Regions from separate parts of the Mus musculus genome. Here all the other regions are linked to region 1. The links are chromatin contacts, called in public promoter capture Hi-C maps. All regions are on one chromosome and are shown on one strand. The core of a region is the stretch at or near the end of the contact, and the rest is flanking DNA. Distances in the headings are between cores, read along the strand shown.

Region 1 (2,635 bases), core at 90-2,589:
ATTACCTCCACCTACCCACACCCTCAGCCCCTCACCAGGCCATCATCACGGGCATCCTGCACCACCGTATTCCTGGCGGTAACTTGAAAGTAGGAGCCTTGAGAGTCGCCAAGAGACGGCCACTCACAGACGTCCCCAGTAGCCCCTACACACAGCTGAATATCAATGGGATGGTAAAGGCACCCCCCACCCCCATTTCATGGTTCAGCCTGAGGTGGCCTTGGACTGGAGTTACTTTGTCCTTTGGGCCACCCAGACCCTTCTCTCCAGATGGTTCCTGTCCTTAGAGAGCTAGAGGCGGGAGACCCAGACGCAGCCCCCACAGCTGGGAGTACTCAGCCTTCTCCTTCCTCCGCATATGCTCCTGCACGAAACCTTGCTGTCCCCACCCCCAACACAGCACACAAAGCTTCTGGCTGAGCTACACGTGAGCGGGGAGCCAGGAGAGGAGTCTTTGGCACATCTCTCTGTCCCCACTGTTCACCCAACCAGGGGTACCTCTAATGGGAGTGAAGAATCTCTCTCCTCTACCTTCACCTCCGGTGGGCCCCAGCCTGCCCACTCCCTCCCTGGACAGAAGCTTTGGGAAGGAGACAGCAGCAAGCTGAGAGCTCAGGCTGGGTTGTATTAGCCTCTAGAACAGAGGGTCCTGCTGAGTCCAGCAGACCACAAGTTAACCTGGGCAGATGCAGAACACGGGGAAACATAGGTACACAAAGAGCTCCCATTCACAGAACTCTCCGGCCTCCCTCCTTTAGCATAAGGGACACGAAGGCTGTCTGTGCCTCAGAGGCACAGGGACCTCCAGCTCTACCCTGGCCTTGAGCAGCTGTCTGTACCCAGTGATGTCCACCTAATGAGAACAGAGACCATCACTGTGCCCACCCCACGCAGCCCCAACCCCAGACTCCCTGTGTCTCAAGGCTCTCACCTGTGCGGGAAATAAGAGCTTGTGGGTTGGACCTTCCGCTGTGCCTCACAGAAATGAACTCTGGATGGCGTGGCACAGAACAGGCTGAATCTCAAGAGCAGCTGACACCTAGGAGTCGTCATCCCCTCCACAGGCACCAGGCTCAGCCTCGGGGGTTGAATGCCTTTCTCGGGCCAGCAGGGCTATCAGGCCCTGAGCGCGGAGGAGGAGTCCACCACCCAGGAACAGGATCCCACAGAGCACCAAAAGTGACAGGACGCCCAGCACGACTGCCTGCACCATGCGTGGCCCCTCTGGGGGTCCGAGTGGCAGCCCGGACTGGTTGCAGCAGCTCAGCCAGGCAGCCTTGGCTGCAGCTCCCACCTGTGAGCCGTTCATGCTCCCACCAGCTGCCCAGATGTGCACACTACCCTTGAGAGTTGAGGCTGTGTCAGAAGTCTCTAAGGGGCGGGCCTCCCAGGGCCCTACCGCCCACTCTACCCAAGTGCGTGCAGAGCAGCGCTCAGGCCCCTCCTAGACAGACTCCTCCAGAGTGGCCTCGAGGTCCTTCTCTGACAGGCTGGATCCTTAGGCCCAGCCTATCTGTTCTCCAAACCTATGTCCATCATTCAAAATTGCCAGGTAAGCCTAAAAGGCCCGTTTCCACGACTTTCCTCCATAGAAAAAGGCCAAGATTCTGCATCCTCGGGGCTTTCAGAGCATCTACGATTCTTGTTTGTTTGTTTTCGAGACAGGGTTTCTCAGTGTAGCCCTGGCGGTCCTGGAACTCACTCTGTAGACCAGGCTGGTCTCGAACTCAGAAATCCACCTGCCTCTGCCTCGCCTCTGCCCCTCTGCCCCTCTGCCCCTCTGCCCCTCTGCCCCTGCGCCTCTGCCTCTGCCTCCCAAGTGTTGGGATTAAAGGTGGTCATCATGACTGCCCAGCTGTGTCTACAATTCTTAGACCCCATCCCAAGTGCTGACCACTCTGAGCAAAGCACGGGACAGACAGCTTTCTGTTCCTGAAACAATTCTCACACACAGGACAGTCCGAATGGTGGAAAGTCTTCCTTCAGGGCAGACAGGCAGAACACAGTACTCCAGACCCCAGGGCAGAGAGAATGGCTAGAAGTACCCAGATAGCAAGGCCTACCTCCATTCCTTCTCTCCTGTCTTCTTGTCCAAGAAGTCCTCTTTACCGAGAACACAGCAGATCTAGAGAGCAAGGAGGGGTGTAGGGACTGATGTAATTATGAACTGAAACAATTTAGGAAGGGAGCAGAGATCTGGCCCACGGTCCTACCTCATGGGAATCATAATTCTGCAGAGGGTGAACACATCACTGTCTTGGTGTCTACACAGCCACTGCCAGCTGGGTACCTGTCACACAGCCAGGGGTCAAGTCCAGTGCAATCTGCAGGCAGAGAAGCCTGCCCGGGTCTGCTGCAAGATCCTTTAGCAAATTTCAAGTTCCCATTTCAAACATAAAGCCACTCTGGAGAGACTTGGGATACAGCCCAGTTGGTAGAATGCCTGCCTAGCAACTTGTCCAACAGGAAGCTTCAGGTTTTAAATCCCAGCCCAACATAAAACAGGTCAGAATAGCACGGAATCCCAAGGTCAGACTATAGCATGAGTTTGAGGCCAGCTAGGACTACCTAGAAACTTCGGACTCAAGTAGATCACAGAGCCAGCTAGCAAGGTGGATCTGAGTTTGAGGCTAGC
Region 2 (2,635 bases), core at 100-2,599, 2.8 Mb after region 1:
GGATTAAAGGCATGTGCGCCACCATGCCGGGCACAAATAAGTTTTTAAAAATGGTGCACTCCAGGTTCAGTGAGACAAGTCCAGATCCTGTCTTTGACCACAGAGACCCCCTTGCCTCTCTCCACAGTGTTCAGATTACTGGTGTGTGCTACCTACCGTAACCGTACCTGGTGGCTTTTTCATCTTTTGTTTTTGAGACACGGTTTCTCTGTGCAGCCCTGGCTGTCCTGGAACTGGCTTTGTAAACCAAGTTAGCCTCGAACTCGGAGATCTGCCTGCTTCTACTCTTCCCCCCCCCCCCCCCCCCCCCAGTGCTGGGGTTAAAGGAGTCTGCCACCACTACCAAGTGGGAGATACTCTCTTAAGAGAATAAGTTGGGAGGCAGAGGCAGGCGGATTTCTGAGTTCGAGGCCAGCCAGGGCTGCACAGAGAAACCCTGTCTCCAAAGGGGGGCGGGGGGGGGGGGAGAAGAAGAAGAGAATAAGGCAGAGAGCCATCGGATTTCTATAGGTGTGGTTGGAATCTTTAAAGAATCGTGAAAACGGAATAGCCTGTTTCTATAATACACTATTCGGCAGGGCGTTGAGAAGCATGCGCTATGCCAGAAGTCATTTTGATTTTCCATCACTTTATCTGTAAATAATGTCTACCTAAAAAATAATGTCTACCTCTTAGGGCTGCTCTACAAAAATTAATTAGTACATATATATGATTCATGAGATAGAAAGAGTTCGAGTGTTTACATGAAATGACCAAGAAAAAAAAATTAAATGAACTGGTTGGTCACCATAGAAAACTAATAAAACCTTTTCATGTGTAAACAGAAAACACGGTCAGCCACCGTCCACTTTTTTTCTTTTCTTTTTTTTAAGATTTATTCATATGAGTACACTGTCCCTGTCTTCTGACACTGCAGAAGAGGGCATCGGATCCCGTTAGAGTTGGTTGTGAGCCACCATGTGGTTGCTGGGAATTGAACTCAGGATCTCTAGAAGAGCAGTCGGTGCCATTTCTCCAGCCACCCCAATGTCTACTCTTCTGCTGTGTAGGGACGGTAAAGAAGTAGCTGCCCGAGAAGACTGGAGACTACTGCCACCAGAAGACGAACCCTTCAGATGGAAAAATATCCGAATCCGGCGACTGGCGGTGGCCCGCCTTTCCGACGGCCCACTCACCGGCCGAGTTTCTGACAGACACTTCACTTCAGCCACTCCCGTTGTGGAGTCTCTCACTGTCCCGCCCTCCACAGGCTAGTGTTAGTTCTGACCAATAGGAGCACAGCACCCTCAGCGCAGCAACCAATCAGCGTCTAGGGTCGCGTTCCGAGCAGGCGGAGCAGCCAGAGGGCAAGCTGCGCGGTGCCGCGCGGTGGGGGAGGTAAGATGGCGCCGTGCCGGGCGCTTCTCCTTTGCTGTTAGGCGCTGCTCGCCTTCTCTGTCAGCTCAGCGCGGCACGTCGTCTCCTGCAGCGTTGGAGCCTCTCTGGTTGCTAGGCTTTCGGGGAGCCAGGTTCTCCGGTGCCGGGAGCCGTGGGACAAGATGGCGCTTGTAGGACGACGGCCAAGGCGCTCGGGTCGGGGCTGTGAGCGCTGAGGCGGCCAGGGACAAAGGCGGCGAGCCGGGGCGTGGGGGCGGGGCGTGCCGCGCCGTTGCAGTGGTGCCGCGTGGGACAGGCGCCGCGCTTCCGGTCTGCTGCTGCGGAGATTCGGCCAACGTGGTAGGGGCCCGGGCGGCGGGCGGGTCGGTGACGGGAGGCTGGAGGGCGGCCGCGGGAGCACGCAACCAGGACTCGTGGCCGGGCTAAGGCCGTTTCGATCTGTCGTGTGACCGCCCTCCCCGCAGGTTTTGGCATGAACAGGATTCGGATTCACGTCTTGCCAACGAATCGGGGGAGGATCACCCCAGTGCCCAGGTCGCAGGAGCCCCTTTCCTGTTCGTTCACTCACCGCCCGTGCTCTCAGCCGCGGCTGGAGGGGCAGGAGTTCTGCATTAAGCACATTCTTGAAGACAAGAATGCACCCTTCAAACAATGTAGTTACGTCTCGACGAAGAATGGAAAAAGGTGCCCCAGTGCTGCCCCAAAGCCCGAGAAGAAAGATGGGTACGTGGAGAGGCGTGGGTTATATGGGTGCCTTCGGGCTCCGAGAGTCGTTCTTACTTTTCAATGCACGCCAAGCACAGGTTGTATCACCGAGCCTGCTTCAACGCCCAAACCTCCTACCGTTAGACTTTTATTACATTTCGAAGCATTTATTTCCCGTTGGTAGTTTGTTTTGTGTGGTTAGGGACACGTGGGGAGGTCAGAGGCCAATTTGCTGGAGTCGGTTTTAGTACCTCCTGGTACGGAAGGACAGACAGAAGGTTAAGCTAGGCTTGCAGAGTCACAGACTCCCCCACCCCCGGCTCCTCTTTTGAGACAGTCTCGCCCTTGCTTGGAACAGTTTTGGCAACCCTTTATGGTTTTTTAAAGAACTTTCATGTGTATGGGTGTTTGCCTGCATGTGTGTTGGTGTACCACGTTCATGCTTGAGGGGAGGGCGTTGGGTCTCCTGGAACTGGAGTGGGAGAATGTTGGTGCCACATGCTTGTCCCCTGCCTTCAGTTTTAAAGTGCAAAGGGGAACATGATGTGTAGAG
Region 3 (2,635 bases), core at 89-2,588, 2.5 Mb after region 1:
GAACCTCTTCCTGCGGGTAGCGGTAGGGTAGAGGGTGTGTGAGGCCTCAGACCCCTCTCTGGTGGAGCGAGGGGATGAAATGACGCTTCTATGCAGTTCTCTCCTAGGGGCTGTGGGCAGAGGGCATTTTGTAATTACTATTTTCAAGAATCAGATTATCTGGATTGTAGAGATGGGCTGGATGGTGGCAAATGGGCAGGCCTGCTGGAGGGGTAGGGCGGTTGCTGTTGTGATTTTAGGTTTTTGTTTTGTTTTAAATTTGGGGGATTGTGGATTGATGGGGGTAGGGAGATTTTTGGGTTTTTTTTTTTTTTTTTTTTTTTTTTCTGGCCTTTTTTTTTTCTTTTCTTTTCTTTTTTTTTTTTTTAAAGCTGCTTCCTCAACTGTTTCAAGCTGCAAATGTTTGAGAATAACAACTCCCCCACACTCCCACGGAAACCATTGTAATTAGACTAGACAGTGGGAACCTGGGCTTGCTGTCCCCAAAGCCACAGAGCTGAACGGTCTAGGCATTAGGTGGGGGAGATGGTCTCCTGTGAGTCAGGCTCTGGTTGGGGTTTGGGCCCTAGAACTGGGAAAGGAGAAGGGGCAGACTTTGTAAGCATATGCTAGGTATCCGATAGTCCTGTAGAATTTAGTGAAGAAACCTTATACAGTTTTTAATTTTTATATAAACTATAACTCAGACCCACGCTACAAGGTTGGAATTTTGGTTGTTGTTGGTTTTTTTTTTTTTTTTAAAGTACCCTGCCTGTATAATTGCATCAGAATCCCACCCCCAACCCCGCCCCCTGTGTTTGTATTTTGGGTTGGTTTACACTTGCACTCAATTTTCAGTTTCTCCCTTTTTACCTTCTACCTTCACCTCCAGGACCCTCCCCCTTTAAAAAAAAATAAATCGCTGACAAGTGTGAACCCGTGAAGAACTTTCTTTTGTGTTGTGTGTATCCTGTACAGCAAGGTTGGTCCTTCGTGACAACGGATGAAATGGTTCCCTTTTTTAAAGCGCTCTCTCTTCCTCCACCCCCAGCGCCCCTGTCCTTGGCATGTTTTGTATCAGCGATCATTCTGAACTGTACATAATTTATGTTGCGAGAGGCAAAGGGCAAGTTTTGGATTTTGCTTCTTCAAAGTTTGTTTTTAAACGATAAATAAAAAAAGAACATTTTAAATACAAGTGCCTCTGTCCCATGACCCTCGCCGTTGGCCAGATCTTAAGGTCCTGGAGAGCTGGGAGAGGAAGGTTACCCAATAAACCAGGCTCAGCCACCGCCGGAAGGGTGGGTTCCCCGCCTTCCGCCCTGCGGCTGGGGTCTGACGTAGGCGGAAGTGGTGCGCGGCACCGGATGTGGGGCGGGGTCTGGCGCCAGGGAGCTTTCCAAGCTGAGGAACTGGCGGGCGCTAGCAATGGAGTCGGTGAGTGGCGCAGGAGGGCGGCGGGGGGCGCTGTGGAGCCGGAGACCCCCCGCTAGGAGCCGGGGAAGGCCGGCCCGGCTTGGCGCTGGAGTCCGGGACTCCCCTTCCTCTGCTCGGGTGGGCGCCTCTCCTAGGTCTGGGCCACACCCGTGCCCGCCCGCCCGCCCGCCCGCCAGGGGTCCGCGGTACCCTGAGAGATAGGGAGCGGGTTGTGAGCTTGGAGCCCCCTGCCCATGAGTGCCTCAAGTCCTTTCCGAAGTTTGCATGAGAGCGGGGTTGTGATCCCGCGTATTAGGTGAGCGAGCCCGGCTTGCAGGGAGCTCCAGGACCCCGTTTGTGCGATTGCTTAAGCAATTGTTGGCATCCTGCGAGGTTCCATTCCTTTACTAAGCCCGAGAATTGAATTTTCCGCGAAGGAAGGAATCCAGGAGGCCACTGTGTCCCCTGGACAAGTTTAGGTCGTGTCCTGATCAGTGACGCTGTGCATGCGTGTTGACAGCTCGTTCTTGGCGAGCACCGTCGGCTCGGCTCTTTACAGATGCGGTAGGTTTATCTGCTACTTACTTGTTTGACCGACCTCATTCGCAGGAGCTTTCTCTGCCACTCCGAAGGCCCTCCCATCGACTTCCTGCTCCGTAGTTTTTAACCGAGTATCTTCTGAGGGCAGCTTGGGGTTTGTCTTCCCCCACCATATATCCATGTAATACTTGCAGGTTCGCTCTTCTTAGAATTGCGTTTTCTTTGAGTCAGTTACTTGGCCTGGAGTAAATTCTCTCCCCCTCCCCCCCCCCCCGCCCCTTTGTGTGCAGAGGAATAGTGTAACTTAGTTTATAAAGAAGGAAGGATAAAGTGGTAAAATGGTATGCAGGTGGTCCTCTAACCAAGGATTTTGTTTTTCTACAGAGAAAGCATTCTCAGCAAAAGTAGTTTGATTACATTAAATTTAAAACAACACGTTTCTAACTTGTAAATGTATTATTTACATTATAAGTGAACTGTGAGTATATAGTTCTAAAGCAACTTTTCTCTATATTTACGAATTTAGCCCTTTGCTTTATATATACTGGAGTACAGAGAGACAGAGATGAGAGGTACCGGGAAGGCTGTTAGTTAAGGTAGACTGTAGTAAGTACTGTCCTTAGGGCTTTTTTTTTTTCCCCTCCCCTGAGACAGGGTTTCTCTGGGTAGCCCTGGCAGCTGTCCTGGAACTCACTCTGTA
Region 4 (2,635 bases), core at 40-2,539, 2.4 Mb after region 1:
CCCCCCTTGGCAAAGATTGTCCCCCAGCCAAAGAAAGGAGTTCCAAGGGTCAGTGACTTTAGGGAACAGAATTAAAAAGTGGCCAGAATCCTAGCTTTACCACCCAGAAGGTAAAGGAGGCAGCTCCTGGGCCGTGGCGAAGAAGAGGGGGGCTTTATTCCCACGTGTCTGCCCGGCGGCCAGCCTGGCGCAGTCGGGGTTAATCTGCAGCGGAGGGATCCCGGAGCGTGTGCGTAGAACTGCAGAGTCACAGCCTTTCCTCCAAGAGGGCTGTACCCCTCCGCCGCCCCGCTCCAACACAAAATAGGGCCTCCTCTTCTCCTTTCTCCCCTTCTCGAGTGGGGTTCCCCAGGCAAAAGGGCCCCCTGGATCTCGCGCCGGACGCTCCACGAGTCTCTACGATCGCTGCCCAGCTCCAAGGCGAGGAAAGAGCCTCTTCGCAGGAACCACCCTACCGGCCGAGCAGGAGGCGGAGGGGGGAGGCGGAGCGGCGCCGCGCTGCACTACTTTCCTCTCCGGTTGCAAATGGCTGCCTCGTTCCCCACTTTCCGCTCAGTTTCCTGACCCCCCGGCGCCGGGAGCCGGGGTTGGACCATGCACCTCTAGACCCCCCGCGATCAGTGCCTGCCGGGGGTCTAGGGGGTGCCGCTGACCACAGGCGGCCAGGCCGGGGGCGGGGCAGCTCCCGAGGCCAGAGGGGAAGGGAGGCGAGCGCTGGGCCTGGAGCGGCCGGAGGGGAGCGGGCAGAGGGCTCGCACCGCCCGCCCCTTCCTCTTCCTCGCCCACCAACCCTCCTCCCTTCCCCGGGGGGAGCAGAAGGTGGGGGGCTCGAAGCCGCCGAGGGGGGACGCTCGGGGTCGCGGAGCCCGGCGCTGGGTGTGTGTCAGGTTCGGCCCCGCCGGCTCCGCGTCGCCGTAGCTCGCGCGGCCCCGGGGCGCCGGCCCGGCGGGGAGAGGGGCTCGGCGCGGCTGCGAGGGGCTCACGTTCCATCCGGGCCCGGCGCGCGGCGCGGCGCGGCGCGGCATTCCTTCCGGGCTGCTGGGGAGGCGCCTCGACGTTCCATCTGGAGAGCCTCGACGTTCCGCCCGAGCCCGGCGCGGGCGGCCGGGGCGCTGGCCGGGCCCTAGGACTGAGAGGCCGCCCCGCGACGCGGATGCGGAGCCTGCTCGCCCAAGATCAAAGCCACCGGTGCTCTCTTTGTGTCCGCTCGGGATTCGCCGCCCTGGGGCTGTTCATGGAAACCTAAACTGCTGGAACCTGAGGCAGAGAACCCCTGTTGGATTTTTGCTTTTTTTTTTTTTTTTTTTTTTAAACCCCCGGGGGAAGGGTGACCACTCCGACCTGGATTTACCGTTCTTGGTCTCCCTAAGCCCCCCCGAGTGGGGGGCGGCTGTGCTCGCTCTGGCGGTTGGAGGTCGGGGAGCGGCCCGGGCTCTGGCCATGTTCTCGGATGAGGATTTCTGGATCGCCCTGTGAAGAGGTGAGTGAAGTCCGCCCGGCCTGGGCCCAGAAAGGGTTGGACTAGGGGCACAGCCAGATGGACTATCTTGGCCGGTGGCTGGCCTTTAGGTTGGAGAAAGGGGTGCCAGAGCTGGGGAGGGTTCCTTTGGCAGGGTCTGTCAAGGGAATCTGAGCCAGTTGCCACGGCAGAACCGAGGCCTGGTTTCTTGGGGTGTGCCTCTTTAAAGATTGGGGGTTCAGGGAACTACAGGAGTTTGGGAACATGTCCAGATAGCCTCTCTGCCTGTTTATTTTTGTGTTGAGGGAGTTCGACCAAACTAGGACCCAGGCCCTGATGCCAACACCAATCCCAGGCTGTTGTCCCCCACCCCCACCCCCAGGGTTCCTTGGGACAGAGCAACTTGGTGGGGGGATGCCACTGCCAGGTCCCACATACTGCCAGATTGGACTTTAATGTTGTTCCTACCTACCTGGGCACCCAAAACAATCCGTGGGAAACTCAAGGAGCCCTGAGTCCTTCACCCGGGAGGTGGGGGGGGGGGGGGAGGGTGGGTGGAAACTGGTGCGATGAAGAGGGGAGCTGGGGCATGAAGGAGGTGGGGCTGGGGCAGCTCTGCCCCTGCTGTTCAACTTAACTACTCTGCCTGGCAAAGTGACCCCAGCAAGGCCTAGTGGTGTCTTAGCCTGCTTCGTTTCCCCTCCTCTTGGGATGGACATAATCTCCGGGGGATTATAGAGGAGGCCGTTGAGATCTGTTCTCTACGAATGTGGGCTGCAAAAAAATGGCTTTTGTCTCTTGCTTTCTCTGGGCCTAGTGTAGAGTTAGCTGCCCATGAGTCCCTGGCCAATCCTGAAAGCCCCCGCCAGATCTCTACAATGCTTTTCTGGCTACGGAATGGTAAATAGTTCTCAGGTGCTGCCCCGGCTCTGCAGAGTAGGCTAGCTTGTGCCTCTTTGATGGAGAAATGACTTTATTTGTGCTCTTTTCTGCTGGAAGCCAGTGTTTCCAGCCCTGGTAGGAGGTGCTGGGGAGAAGGGGTGTGTATCTACAGCAGGAAGGGTGCAGCATGAGCCTCCCGCCTCAGCCTCTGGGCCCCGGGCTGGGGACAGCCTCTCTCACACCTGTCATGTTGCCCAGCAGGGATTTGGCTAGTGCATTTTGCGCCCTCATTCC
Region 5 (2,635 bases), core at 62-2,561, 2.3 Mb after region 1:
CTCATTGCTCGTGTGTGTTTTGGTTCCTACTAAATTTCATCTGCCCGCTAAGTATCCGCTTGTATTGTGTTTAGAACAATGGAATATTTGTGTGCTTCTGTGAGAGCTACACAGCAGGAGACTGGCTGCCCGCAGCTGCCCCAGCCCTCAGACAGCCCTGAGACCAGCCTGGTTAGCCCTCCTGGAGACCCTTCAAAGGCTCCCTTTCACATTCGAGGCTCAGCTAGAACAAATAAGCAGATGTCACCGGCTTATCTTTACGTTTGTAAGTTTAAAAAAAAAAGTTGATAAAATTTTTCATAATATTTGAAAAAAATATTAATATTCACAAATTGTGAATATTCATAATTCTGCCTTGTGTTGGTTGATGGCAGCTACCCCTACAGTGGGCATTAGCAAAGCTTTTAATCTCGGGGTTCGAAGTTCCCAAAATATGTTACCTCATATTTTAAAGAACCTCGATTTAAAAATCATAAGCGCTTTTGGGGACAAGATCTGTTTTGCACTTCATATTTTCCACACATACGTCGAGGCTTTAGACATGCAGCAGATATCCATGGAGTTCATGAGTATTAGCTAGATGCTCTGGCACACGATGGTAATCCCAGCACTCAGGAGGCAGAAGCAGGAGGTTCAGGAGTTCAAAGACAGCTCCCACCCCCACCCCCACCCCCATCCTTGAAGGTCTCAAAAGAAATAAAGCAACTAAGAAAAGCATTAAAGAGACAGCGAATGTGAGCTCATGCCAAGTTTAGGCCACACCATCGGCACAGTACAATAACGCAACATCATTTACTCCAAAAATACCCTAAGTGCTTTCCAGTCATAGATTATCTCATTTAGAAACTCAGGCTGCGGGGCTGGAGAGATGGCTCAGCGGTTGAGAGCACTGACTGCTCTTCCAGAGGACCTGATTTCAAATCCCAGCAACCACATGGTGGCTCACAACCATCTGTAAAGGGACCTGGTGTTTCTGAAGACAGCTACAGTGTACTCATATAAATAAAATATATAAATTAAAAAAAGAAAGAAAGAAACTCAGGCCGCGTCACAGGTGCGGCTGTGAGGGTTAAAGGGGGCTGCACTTGGAAAAGACCAGATGTCACTATCACCCTTTTTTTTTTTTTTTTTGGTTTTTCTGTATAGCCCTGGCTATCACCCTATTTTATATGTGACAAAGCTCACTCACACAAGAAACACCGCTAATCAACAGTCTTCCCGGCTGGCATTCTCCAGTTTTGTTACTGTTGTTTCTGTTTTGTTTTGGACAGAGTCTCCCGGTGTGGGACAGACTGGCTTCTTCAGTCTCCCAAGGGTTTGGGTCACAGCTGTGCATCCCCGTGTCCATCCTCCGGGACTTTCCAGGCTACCAACCACACCCATAGCTCCATTCCTTAACCACCCTCCCTCGAGCCACAGTGACGTGCTTCCTCTGAAAGACCATCCCAGAAGTGAAAGCGCTCAGTACACCAGGTTTGCGATTCGTTCCCTGGGCTACCTCACTTCGTGTTTACAACATCGCCTTTGTGAGTCGGCCACTAATACCTCAGGTGTAAGGAATAAAGGACTGGAGAGTGGGGGTTAACCACCCGGAGGCAGGGGGCTAACGATAAACGGTGAGAACACAGCGCGCCTGCGCTGGGTCTCTGCGCTTACCGTGCTGCTATGGGCCGCCTGCTTCTCTAGTTCCTCTGTGTTGTTAGTAACACTCCAGTCAGCCATAACGCGTGTGCCTGTTTCAACCCGCCCCGTGAATACAAACCCAGTTAGATGTTGGCTTGTGCCATGAAGTCATTTCAAGAGCTGAGTGAAAACAAGGGAAAGGTTCTGATGCTAGCCGCATCAGCTGGGAGGAAGAGGCAGAAACGTTTAAAAGGAGCTCCACAGGGCACAGAGAGGAAAAGGACAGACAAGTCAAACAGAAAATACAGCATGGCGCGGTTCCTGTTTCTAAAAGTCACACAAAACAAATGACACACTTATACACATACATCCGTGAAGACCGAAGGAGAAATGTTGGTAACATTGGCTCTCTGGACCGGGGCCTGGCTTAAAGTGACAGAGTAGTGACATTTTATAAGATAGTTTATTAACATAATGGGTATGTAAGAGAAAGAAGAACTGGGCGGGGGCAGAGACGTTGTCAGAAAATAAAAGATCAGAATAAATAAATCTAATAAACATTTAAAAAAAAGAAAAAGAAAATAAAAGATTACCCCCTTGCTGTAAAGGTTGTGGCAGGAACACACTAGGCTAAAGCCACTGGTCTGTGTCCATAGAGACAGACAGATGTCGGCTTAACCTCTCATCGTGAATTCGATGGTTTTCAATATTTAATATTTCTTACTTCTACCAAAAAGGTTCTCACATTGTGGCTCTCGGAACTGGACCAGCCTGGGCGGGGGAGGGGAGGTATCGGCTGTGTTTCTTTGTGTTGTTGGACTAATTTCCTTATCTACCAAGAGGAGAGGCTAGAAAGAGACAGGCTCCAGAGAGTGGTGTGAGGATTAAATGAGAGAATAAATGGACAATAACTCAGGCCACAGGGACATGTGGGCCCCAGCCCTCCCACTTCACCTGATCTCTAACTTTATCTTTAAGATAATTAAATGTCCCTCTCTGAGAACTTTTGTTG

Evidence for each region. Promoter capture Hi-C pulls out the DNA fragments that hold promoters and counts their contacts.
Region 2: a promoter capture Hi-C map of the 3T3-L1 cell line shows a contact between it and region 1, with 6 times the contacts expected there. The contact joins the promoter of Kansl2 here to the promoter of Smim41 in region 1. A contact is called at or near these places in 2 of 39 promoter capture datasets (the 3T3-L1 cell line and liver).
Region 3: a promoter capture Hi-C map of pre-B cells shows a contact between it and region 1, with 2.7 times the contacts expected there. The contact joins the promoter of Prkag1 here to the promoter of Smim41 in region 1.
Region 4: a promoter capture Hi-C map of pre-B cells shows a contact between it and region 1, with 3 times the contacts expected there. The contact joins the promoter of Kmt2d here to the promoter of Smim41 in region 1. A contact is called at or near these places in 2 of 39 promoter capture datasets (liver and pre-B cells).
Region 5: a contact with region 1 is called in a promoter capture Hi-C map of liver, with 2.9 times the contacts expected there. The contact joins the promoter of 4930578M01Rik here to the promoter of Smim41 in region 1. A contact is called at or near these places in 3 of 39 promoter capture datasets (cranial neural crest, liver and pre-B cells) and 1 of 9 other capture datasets (liver).

The regions. Positions count from the first base shown.
Region 1 is chr15:101,291,929-101,294,563 of GRCm38.p6, reverse strand. It overlaps Smim41 (small integral membrane protein 41), which reads right to left and starts at 1,339. Exons shown (of 2, transcript NM_001369218.1): 1 at 932-1,339. The coding sequence starts at 1,309. The coding sequence ends at 1,040.
Region 2 is chr15:98,532,983-98,535,617 of GRCm38.p6, reverse strand. Kansl2 (KAT8 regulatory NSL complex subunit 2) reads left to right here and starts at 1,349. Exons shown (of 10, transcript NM_133714.5): 1 at 1,349-1,716; 2 at 1,842-2,100. The coding sequence starts at 1,850.
Region 3 is chr15:98,830,211-98,832,845 of GRCm38.p6, reverse strand. Prkag1 (protein kinase, AMP-activated, gamma 1 non-catalytic subunit) reads left to right here and starts at 1,338. Exons shown (of 12, transcript NM_016781.2): 1 at 1,338-1,416. The coding sequence starts at 1,408. It overlaps Kmt2d (lysine (K)-specific methyltransferase 2D), which reads left to right. Exons shown (of 55, transcript NM_001033276.3): 55 at 1-1,177.
Region 4 is chr15:98,869,859-98,872,493 of GRCm38.p6, reverse strand. It overlaps Kmt2d (lysine (K)-specific methyltransferase 2D), which reads left to right and starts at 1,289. Exons shown (of 55, transcript NM_001033276.3): 1 at 1,289-1,480.
Region 5 is chr15:98,984,641-98,987,275 of GRCm38.p6, reverse strand. It overlaps 4930578M01Rik (RIKEN cDNA 4930578M01 gene), which reads right to left and starts at 1,311. Exons shown (of 4, transcript NR_045991.1): 1 at 1,190-1,311.